Regions from separate parts of the Oryctolagus cuniculus genome. Here region 1 is linked to region 2. A link is a contact called in public Micro-C data. All regions are on one chromosome and are shown on one strand. The core of a region is the stretch at or near the end of the contact, and the rest is flanking DNA. Distances in the headings are between cores, read along the strand shown.

Region 1 (5,576 bases), core at 384-2,883, 95 kb after region 2:
TGATTCTGCTAAGTTACTTAGTTGTGCTTCAGTTTCCCCATATGTAGAATGAAGATTCTGTGTTGTATGAGGAAATTATGAGATTGTATTTGTGAAAAACATAGGACTTTGGCCTATAATAAACTGAAGTAAATATTTATTGTATTTAACCATAATATGTTATATTTTAAGATTGTTCATCACAAAGAATTTCAAGAAAAAAATTTATTTGGGGCTTTAAGTTAGGAATACCGCATTCATTACTGCCAATGAGAACAGCGCCCTCTGGTGGAAATGCTTCGGTTTCCCCTCCCCCAAGAAACTTCTTTCTGGTAGATGCCTAGTATCTTGTCTTTTTCTAAGAGTTTTAAATGCATTCCTGAAATGTGACTTATAAATTGAGCATGTTTTAATTGTGGGAGGAGAAACCCTTCACTTAAATTCATCGTGGAGTTAGTGGCTTCATGGAAACAGATTCTTTCTGAAAGGAGATAGATTTCTTGGGCCTTTAGAGCTAAGGAATTTTCATACACTTCAATGAAGCGGGCTCTGAAAACGATTTTTGCACTTTAATTCAAATAACCGTCTCCAGCATGGTGTGGCTTTAACTGCAATTTTAGTTTTTGTGTTTGCCAAACAGGGTCTACTATAAGGCTTTACTCAGTTTGCTTCTGTCTGAGTAAACCTCTAAGTCTGAATCCAAGGCATACCCCGTGAACGGGAGAGGGAAGGAAGGCCTTACAGGATCTAAGGTAGTAAGGAGGAGTTATTATCATTTGGTAATCATGTGAGTGCTGACAGCTTGTGTAGAATAATCACTTTAAACAAAATCTTTATTTATTTTGAAAGAGTTAGAGAGAGAGAAAAAAAGAGAGAGAGGTCTTTTATCCACTGGTTCATTCTCTAAATGTCTGCAACAGTTAATGTTGGGCCAGGCTGGAGCCAGGAGCTTCATCTGGGTCTACCACATGGGTAGCAGGGCCTGAAACATTTGGACCATCTTCAAGCTGCTTTCCCAGGTGCATTAGCAGGGAGCTGGATCAGAAGTGGAGCAGCTGGGACTCGAACTGGTACCCATATGGATGCCGGTGTCCCAGGTGGCGGCTTTACCCACTATGCCACAACTCCTGCTCTAGAATATTCACTTTTTAAAAGCATTTATTTATTTATTTGAAAAGCAGAGTGATGGGGTGAGGGGTCTCCCATCTGCTTGTTCATTCTCCAAATACTTGCAACAGGCAGGGCTGGGCCAGGCCAAAGTCAGGAGCCAGGAGCTCCATCCTGGTCTCCCACGTGGGTGGCAGGGACCCAGGTACTTAAGCCATCGCTGCTGCCTCCTTGGGTGCACACTAGCAGGATGCTGGATTGACAGAGGACCTGGGACTCCAGCACGGGCACTGCTGCGCCGAACATCCCTGTCCCCTGAAATATTCTTTAACCTCACACAGAAGTTGTGAGACGATGAAGGGGAGCATGTGTCCCCGCGCTCTTGCCATCAGCCCGTGGACAGCGGGAGCTTGTCAAGAGTGTTTGTGCTTTGGCTTGCAAGAGATGAGCCTTTCCCCCACTGAGTGGTGACAGGGTCAGACCGTGCCATTTCTCAGTACGCAGATGCCACAGGCATGCCGTGACTTATGTCCCCATATTTTAGGACACTTTTACAAAGAGAAAGTGGCATGGGACTCTGCCATTCTCATGAGAATTCAGCAATCATGGGCCACACATTCACAGAGCTCTTTGTTGGAAAGAGGCCTCTAGTGGGGGTGCCAGTTATCTTCCCAGACAGTACAGGAAAAGTAAGGACTGTCTAACAAGTTCACCAGACTGCCAGCCCAAGCCAGGACAGAAACTTCGGGAAGGTGCAGCCAGAGTGTATTTTCAATACCGTCGGAATTTAAAAAAAAAAAATCACTCACACACACACACACACACACACGCACTTCCTCCTTTGAAGATGTGCCGTCTGCCAGCCGAGAGCATAAATCCTCCAGGTCTGTGTCTTGATCTGTACTTCAAATTATAAACACATGTGTGAGTTTTTAATTTTCTGGGCATGCTTTTCAAGACAAGATGGAAAATCTTGTGTGTGCTCAAGTGAGTTGGCTGCTTCTTCCCCCTAGGAAGTGCACAGAGGCAGTTAAAGGCATTGTATTTTATCAACAGCAAATAAATAGAGAAGGGATACTGCAGACCAGCGTTGCTGGAAGCATGTGGGAGGGGATCCTGAAAGTCCACTAAAACTCAGATTTAGACGTAGGTATCCTCTTCTTTCCTTTTTCCGGTGTTTTCTAATTAAATTTGTATGGTGAGTTCCTGGCAGACACATCCGGCTACTGCAATTTTTCCAGCTCCGATGTTCTGACTAGTTTTTGAACTTTGTGTTTTATGCAGCATACATTAGCCTCAAGTGCACAGGGGTATACACACGCAAACCCAGAGACTAGGGAAGAGAGAGAAACCCACGGGCGTTAAGGGGGAGGGTGCAGGTGGTAGGTGCTGGTAGAAGCGTGTGTTTATAGAAAGGAAGGAAGACTGGCTGGCACAGGAAAAGGGGAAAGGGGTCCTGTGAAAAGAGGGCTTCTCTTCACTAAAAGCAGCAGCGTTTTGTAACCACTGTAGGAAAATCAGTGCTACCTTCTCCGGGTTTGAGGAAGCTGTCTGTTGTCAGAATTCACTTCAACCAACATTATTTTTTTTAAAGATTCATTGCATTTATTTGAAACGTGCTGTTACAGAGAGGGAGAGAGAAGTCGTCCATTCATTGTTCACTTCCCAAATGGCCGCAATGGCTGGAGCTGGCCGAAACGAAGCCAGGAATTTCATCCTGGTCTCCTACGTGGGTGGGGGGGCCCGAGCACCTAGGCCATTTTCCACTGCTTTCTGAGGCGCATTAGCAGGGAGCCGGATCAGAAGTGGAGCAGCTGGGACTCGAACTGGTGCCCATATGGGATGCTTGCTGTAGGCAGAGGCTTAACCCCTTATGTCACAGCACCAGCCCCTCAACCAACATTATTGAAAACTTTTTTTTTGAGTTTTTGAGGGATTTGTTATAGTTCCTACCTTTTAAGGCTTTAAGAAATGTGTGAAATGGAGGCTGAAAAATGTATTAACTGATTGAGTTTCCACTATGAAATAAAGTGGGACACAGAATATAAAGAAATGAACCTTGTGTTTGCATGGGTGTGCTCCACTGATTTTTTTTTTAAGATTTATTTATTTATTTGAAAGATACAGATACAGAGAGAGATAGACAGACATACAGACAGACAGAGACTGAGATCTTCCATCCTCTGGTATACTTCCTGAATGGTTGGGACAGCCAGAGCTGGACTGATCCAAAGCCAGGAGCCAGGAGCTTCATCTGGGTCTCTCATGTGGCTGTAGGGGCCCAAGCATTTTGGCCATCTTCCACTGCTCTCCCAGGCTGTTTGCAGGGAGCTGGATCCGAAGCGGAGCATCAGCCTGGACTCCTGATGGTGTCTGAATAGGATGCTGGCGCTGCAGGCGTTGGCTTAACCTGCTATACCACAGCGCTTTCTCCGCTCCATTGATCTTGATGTGAATGAATCTTTTACCTAGATTAGCATTCACTTACTTTGAGGGATAGGTTAGGCAATGAAGATATGTAGGTTTTATCATGTGAAGTTTAGGTGGAAAAATCAGTAACAGGTATGTGGAGCCATGAACATGTTTGATGCTGTACATTTTCCCCCAAAATACTCTCCAGGATGAAATTCCCAAGTAGTATGCAAGGTGAACATTTTGGAAAGTTGTGTATGCAGAGGCATGTTAGCTGTAATAGCTGGTAAATAAATAATGCCTGTAATATGAAAATAAATGTGTTTGTAACCAGTGGAATAACAGTTATAGACTGTGGAGACACATGGAAAATTGCTTATTACAATATTCTAATTTTTTACAGCAGGCAACATTGTGTATGCTATGATTATGATTTTGTTTTCTAAAATAGACCTTGAGGGCAGGTGTTGTGGCACATCTAGTTAAGCTAACCATTACGATGCCCATACCCCATATCAGAGTGCCAGGTAAAGTCCTTGCTGCTCCACTTAGGATCCAGCCTCCTGCTAATGCACCTGGGAGCGCAGTACTTGGGCCCCTGCCACCCATGTGGGAGACCGGATGCAGTTCCAGGCCCCTGGCTTCAGTCTGGCCCAGCTCTGGCTGTTGCAGGCATCTAGGGAGTGAACCAGTGCATGGAAGATCTCTCTGTCTCCCTCTCTCTCTCTGTCATTCTGCCTTTCAAATAAATAAATGAGTTAAAACAAAAAAGACTTTGCTCAAATTCTCTCTTCCTACAGGCGAAGTTCCTTGAGGACAGAGACCTTGCTTTCCCTGTGCCTGCTTCTAGCTCCCAGCAAAGGGCAGTGTGCATTAGAAGTGCACCATTTTGCATAATGCATTCATGGAATAGTTACATTAAATATTTAACATGTTAATGATAACGACAGGCCTTTGGATTATGAGTGAGACCTTTTTTCTCTGTAGTGTGGTTTTATTACTTCTATAATACCAGAAAGGGGAAATAACAAAGAGAAAATGAATGACTTGGTACCTTGAGCTCTTTATGGTGGGAGAGGAGGAGGGGGTGATGGGCAGGAGGCCTCATGTGTAAGGTGGACAAAGCCGGAATGGGCCAGCTTCAGCAGCTGGCATGAGTCTGCCTGTGACAAGCACGCTACTCACCAGACTCCAACGTCCTGTTGCTCCAAGTGTGGTCCAGGTCTACCACTAGTTGGGTCACATGGGGCGTGTCATATGCACTCATCCTCCGACCCCAGGAGCCTGTTTGCTGCCAAGGAACATCCTGGATGGTATCTGTGGCTGCTGCTGCTGGAAGCAGGCCCGCTGGGCCCCACCCCAGTTCTTTCTCAGGCGATGAGTGAGCAGTCTGGAGCGGTGTGCAGTTTTTGAGGGCCTGAATGCACTGGCCAGGTCTGGGAGTCAAAACAGTCTTGAGCATTATTATTATTTTTTTTAAAATATTTATTTATTTATTTGAAGGCAGAGTGATGAAGAGAGAGGGAGAGATATAGAGATAGCAAGATCGTCTATCCACTGTTTCATTACACAAATGGCTGAAACATTTGGCTGGTCCGGGCTGAAGCCAGGAGTCAGGTCTGCATTCTGGTCTCCCATGTGGATGGCAGGGGCCCAAAAACTTGAGCCATCCTCTGCTGCCTTCCCAGGAGAATTAGCAGGAAGCTCAATCAGAAGTAGAGGAGCCAGGACTTGAACTGGTGCTCCAATATGGGATGCTGGTATTGTAAGTGGTGGCTTAATCTGCTGCACCCCAAGGCCAGCCCTAGATCAGAATTATTGAACTGTATTGCCTAACTTTACCGGGTGAATGTATAAGCCTGATTTCAATGGAAACCCCTTAAAAATTCCAGAAGGATGTCCGCTGCCCCGGTGAAGAGTGAGCTCCTTAGGAAGAAGGTCAAAGACTGGGTCAAACTTTCAGTCCCTTTTTTTGTATAACTTCATTCATTCATTCATTCATTCATAGTTAATGGAGTCTAATCTCTTAGACCTCTCCCGAGAGAATGCTGTCTGGTGACTGATGGCCAGTAGTTTGG
Region 2 (5,696 bases), core at 273-2,772:
CTCCCTAAACGGCCACAATAGCCAGAGCTGGGCAGATCCGAAGCCAGGAGCCAGGAGCTTTTTCTGGGTCTCCCAGGGACTTGGGCCATCTAATGCTGTCCCAGGCCAGAGCAGAGAGCTGGATTGGAAGTAGAGCAGCCGGGACTGGAACCGCGCTGCAGGCGGAAGCTTAGCCTACTATGCCACAGCGCTGACCCCCTTTATTTCACCCTTATAAAAATGTTGATGTACAATGTCTGCATGTAATACATTTTAATTTAGCAAACACTTTGGTAGCCTGCCCTCTGCTGTGCGGTGTTTTACAAATATTGCCTCATTTGATTTATTTAATAAACTTCAATCTGAATCAACAGGGTGGTGTGGGGGCTTTCTGGAATCTACCTCCCGGCCATCCTCCCGTTTTTCCGCAACGGAGAAGGGCAGGAGGGAGCGGAGGAATTAAGCCGCTCCGGAGGGCACGACCGCCTCCCACTTCCCGCAGCTGTCTGCCAGGTTTGACCTTCTTCCCCTGGCTAAGGGCAGGGGGTCTTCAGCCTTCGCGCAGATCCGTCGGTGGGAGGGTGGGTGGCTTTTTCCGGGTCACCGGCACCCCCTCTCTGCTCGCAGCCACCTGCTCGGGTTCCATGCCGGGACCTGGCTCCCTGGAGGGCGTCAAGGACATTCCAATCCTCCCACTACCGCGCGGATGTCACGGGGGGGGGGGGGGCGCAACTGCTCTCGCCTCGCAGCTCCCAGCTTTGACCCGCTTTCTTCTCGGCCCCTAGCGGCCCGGGCCAAGCCATCGAGGCAACCAAGGGTTGGTGAATGGTTTGGAGGCTGTTTGTTTACACCCCACCCGTGGGCGAAGCCGCATCTCCAGCGACAGCAGCACTCTATGGGGCACCGTCCGCGCTCTTTAGTAGACAATCGAAAGTCGAGCGGCCAAAATGCCTCCTCGCCAGACCAAATATGGTCACAAGCGCTAAGCAGCCTCCCGGGGAAAGGCTGGCCTTGTTGGAGTCTCCCCGCGCCGGGGCGTACCCCGGCCCGCCCTCGGGCAGCATCGTGGGTCAGCGCGGCGCTGCGGGTGCTCTGCAGGCCTGGGCGCCGGGCTCCAGGAGAAGGCGCAGCGCCCTGGACCGGCCCTTCCCCAGCCTGGGCCCCTCACCCGCCTGCCCTCCGCCACCCCCAGCCTGGGTTTCGGTCCACAACCCCTTGATTAAACAGGTTCGGGCCACTTTCCCTTTGATCCCGCCCCAAGTCGGTGGTAAACTAAAAGGAATGCAGATCCGGAGCTCCGCGGGAGAGGTCCGCGCGGGCCGGGAGGAGTGGGTGGGGGGCACCCGTCTCCTCTTACCCTGTGAAGTACTCAACACGCCCAGGGGTTTCTGGAGCCGGGGGTGGGAGGAGGAGGAAGAGGAGGGGCGAGCGGGGGCAGGCAGGCAGGCTCAGGACCTGCAGGTCATGCATAATTCAACAGCTCAACTTTCGGGCCCGCCTCTTTCCTGGGGGTGGGAGTTTGCTCCAAACTTTGTTTATGGGACAGTCCCGGAGCTGCTGCGGCCGCGCTGTCGGCGTCTCCTCCGCCTCCTTCTCGCCGAGAGCAAGCGCCTGAGGCCAGCTCGGGGGATGTGAGAGCCGAAGCCCCTGGGCTGCCAGGCACCGAGTCGGCTCGGTTTCTGCCAGTCGGGCCCCGGCTCCAGCTCCGCACGCGCGGGACGCAGCCGGGCGACCGAGGCCAGACGGCAAGTTCGGGCGGGACGGCGGCCGCCGCGCACTCGGGCTCGGCTTCGCTGCGCGCCCAGGTAGTGCCCGCTGGAACGCGCCCGCTTGCCCGGCACGGGTCCAGGGCGCCGGGCTCTTCTGCCTTCCGGAGTCGGGCTGGCGTGGGGTTGGCTCGGGGTGAGACTTCCCGGGGGCGGGCGGGGGCGGTGGGGGAGGTGGGCTGCAGAGGCTGCCGGCCGCGGAAAGCTGCGCCCTATCCTCTGCCACCAGCAGTGCAGCAACGTCCGCCATCCCCACCCTGAATCCCACCCCGCCCTTCCTTCTCCTATTCCCGGTAACTTCTTTGCTTCAAGAAAGTTGCATAATTCCCGAGGTCAGGAGGGACCCCTCCCCCACCCGGCCGAGCGGCTGGTATCCCGAGGCCGACACCGACCCGTCCTCTCCCTTCTCTTCCTCCCAGCCCGTCCTCCAACTCCGATAAGAGACTGACCTCCCTTCTCCCTGCAGAAGATGAATCCGGCCTCGGCGCCCCCTCCGCTCCCGCCGCCCGGGCAGCAAGTGATCCACGTCACGCAGGACCTCGACACGGACCTCAAAGCCCTCTTCAACTCTGTCATGAACCCCAAGCCCAGCTCGTGGCGGAAGAAGATCCTGCCCGAGTCCTTCTTCAAGGAGCCGGATTCGGGCTCGCACTCGCGCCAGTCCAGCACCGACTCGTCGGGCGGCCACCCGGGGCCCCGGCTGGCCGGCGGCGCCCAGCACGTCCGCTCACACTCGTCGCCCGCGTCCCTGCAGCTGGGCACCGGCGCGGGCGCCGCGGGCAGTCCCGCGCAGCAGCACGTACACCTCTGCCAGCGCTCCTACGACCTGACCGACGAGCCGCCGCTGCCCCCGGGCTGGGAGATGGCCTACACGGCCACTGGCCAGAAGTACTTCCTCAAGTAAGTCGACCCGGAGCCGAGGGGCACAGAATCCCCGCGTCCTCAGGGCCCGCGCGCTTTGTCGTGTGTGCGTGTGTGAGTGTGAGATGGTGCGTGTCCTCCCACGGATCTTGCCCCCTCCCAGCCCCCGAATCCCGAAGGCTGGATGTATGGACTGTCTGGGTGTGGACATACTTGTAAGGGACCAGGGGCAGAGCAGAATCTGGTAAGGTTCATTGGCGTTCTGGAAGAACCAAGGAGAAAACAAAATTGTGGCGGGGAAATGCTCACGGGACACGTCTGTACTTCGCCCTGAATCTGGAGGACTGAAACAGGTTCCCCCTAGCACAGAGCCTTCGCGCCTTGCGGGACGGAGGGGGATCCTGTGAGAGAGAGGCTGGGAGGCTCAGGGCGGGAGGGGCCGTTGGCTTCTAGGGGGAGCAAGCTGGGAAAGGGAGCAGCCGGGTGCAGCACCCATCAGGGTGACGTAATGACCACACAGCACAGTGATGTAATTAGCAACTGGGGTGAAGTCCCCGTGGGCTGGCCTAATCAATTGTGTGGAAATTGGGTCAGGAGTTTTATGAGGTTGCGCTGGGTCACCTAAAATACCATCACATCGGCAGCCTGCTGCTTCTGCCCTTAGCCTTGTTCCAGCCTTCTGTTACAATGGGTTGGAAGTTAGGTTCGAGTTTTCTAATTAGAGCCTACAGGAAAATACATTCTCAAACACTGGAGGTTATTGTTTCCGTTGTGGTACCCTACGATAATTACATTCCTGAGGAGAAACCAAGTTGGAACTTGAAATGTAGCTAGTGAGGTCATGGAGGGTCAGGCTAGCAAAGGCCTGGGTGGAAATGGTGCCAGCTGGGCCACTTGGTTCAGGATTGCCTGCACTTGATTGCACTCTCTGCCAGTGAGAAAAACTCCTCTTCCAGGAACTTGCCTTACAGTTCATTTAAACGCCTGTGTTCCTTTGGTGGAAGAGCTTTCGTTCAAAAGTTGTTCTAAAACATGATGGCCCACTTAAAAAATATTATTCAAGTCCTTCTTTGGCACTCATATGGGGCACTTTGATTGCCATGAGAGAACTCTATGCATGCACACACGCAGATGGGTGAGGTTTATTACAGCCAACTCTGGGGCTCAGACTGGTGACCAATTTTTGTTCCTTCCCCTCCAAAAGCTGTTTGACAGCTTATGCAAGGAGGAGTTCATTTTTGTTTCTGGGGTTGGTGCGGTGCTGAGATCCAGAAACAGACTTGATGGCCGTTTATTTATTCCAAAGCTGGTCTTCCTGGGGTTGAACAGTCATGTGGACAAGGAGCTCAGTGCTTTGACTTCTGCATGGCTAATGGAAGTCTGGTAGGTGATGTCAAGACATGACATTTTTCTAAATCTGATATTGTTCCCAACAATGACACTGATTCCTATAGGCTGTCCTAATCCAAAGCAGCTAGCGGCCTGTGTTACTTTTGCCCAGGCAAATGCAGTTTTGCTTATTTTATTGTGACTTTTATAGAAATGGAAGAATAATAAATATAGATAGAAGCAGACTCTATAATTTCGGGGGGTTCTTTTTGGTCTCAAATAGTTTTCCAAAATCAAAAAGAATTAAAAAAATAGTTTTCCATCTGTTTATGAACACACATACAAGGTATGTGTTCAGTGTAACTGATTATTAGGAATATGAAATAAGAGTTGCGCTTGCCTAAGTAAATGAAAAAGATCCCTAAACAAAAGCAAAAAATTAATTTTATAATGTGTTTTGAACGATTGGAGTAGCTCAGAACTTCTTGTGAATTAGGGCAAAAATGGAAGTTAAGTCTTGGGTTTGGAGTAAATTGCTGCTGTCCCCCCCCCCCCCCCAACCATAGCCACTCCCTAACCCAGAGCAGGGGCCATCTTCATTTCACTCTGCATGCTCTGGGAAAATGACAGCTGAACAAAGTGTGTCTGTAGTCGATTGGCTTGGGCTCATGCTGTCCTGGATATCTTTCTATCTATCTATTTAGATATAAATGTATATATCTATATATATGTGTATATATAGACATATACATATATATGTATATATACATATAGATATATAGATATATACATATATACACAGATATATATATGTGTATATATATGTATATATCTCTATATATTTGCCAAGTAACTTAGAGAATTTAAGAAATTAGGTCATTGTGACTACTGTCTTTCAGAATAAGCAACCTGCCAAGAGGTCTCTGAGTTTCTTTGAGTGCTTTGTTTAAAATTGGAATAATGTAAATGGTATGTGTTACATTTGTTAGACTTGAAAGGCAATGTATTTTGGTGGATTAAGTAGAACCTTGAAAGATGGTGGCAACCGACCCTGTAAGTGGAGCTAGCAGAAGAATCCTATTCAGTCTTTTGGGAGTTGAGGGCTTTATCAACCAGAAATCAGAGACTTCAGGATCGACAAGGGACACTTCTGCCTCTTTGACTAGGAAAGGACGAGAGTGTGACTTGGGGAAGGTCACTGGTAGTTTAGCGGTAGACCTTGGACTGTTTCTGTCTACTTACAGAGTTTTCCTTCCCTCCCATCCCCTCCTTTTCCCCGTGTCACTTCCCTAGACAAGCTGTATGTTTTATGGGAAACAGAATCTGAACATCTGAGCTTTCAAAAGCCTTTTGTTGAGCCGGCGCCGTGGCTCAATAGGCTAATCCTCCACCTTGCGGCGCCGGCACACCGGGTTCTAGTCCCGGTCGGGGCGCCGGATTCTGTCCCGGTTGCCCCTCTTCCAGGCCAGCTCTCTGCTATGGCCAGGGAGTGCAGTGGAGGATGGCCCAGGTGCTTGGGCCCTGCACCCCATGGGAGACCAGGAAAAGCACCTGGATCCTGGCTCCTGCCATCGGATCAGCACGGTGCGCCGGCTGCAGCGGCGGCCATTGGAGGGTGAACCAACGGCAAAGGAAGACCTTTCTCTCTCTGTCTCTCTCTCTCACTGTCCACTCTGCCTGTCAAAAAAAAAAAAAAAAAAAAAGCCTTTTGTTGTTTTCTCCTGTAAGATTGTTTCAGGCATATGATGCAATCACATCCTG

Evidence for each region. A called contact is a pair of places that touch in the nucleus more often than the background predicts.
Region 1: a Micro-C map of ear pinna shows a contact between it and region 2, with 7 times the contacts expected there. The contact joins the enhancer-like site here to the promoter of WWTR1 in region 2. A contact is called at or near these places in 2 of 6 Hi-C or Micro-C datasets (ear pinna and an unstated tissue).

Annotation. Positions count from the first base shown.
Region 1 is chr4:131,910,113-131,915,688 of mOryCun1.1, forward strand. The region is part of intron 3 of WWTR1 (WW domain containing transcription regulator 1); the gene reads left to right. Among named protein-coding and RNA genes, the nearest start is that of TM4SF4, 85 kb to the right of the region's middle. Within about 2 kb of position 1,634, at least 1 of the 8 cell types and tissues checked has an H3K27ac peak or open chromatin away from gene starts, as enhancers often do.
Region 2 is chr4:131,815,543-131,821,238 of mOryCun1.1, forward strand. WWTR1 (WW domain containing transcription regulator 1) reads left to right here and starts at 1,523. Exons shown (of 7, transcript XM_008266317.4): 1 at 1,523-1,784; 2 at 2,165-2,645. The coding sequence starts at 2,215.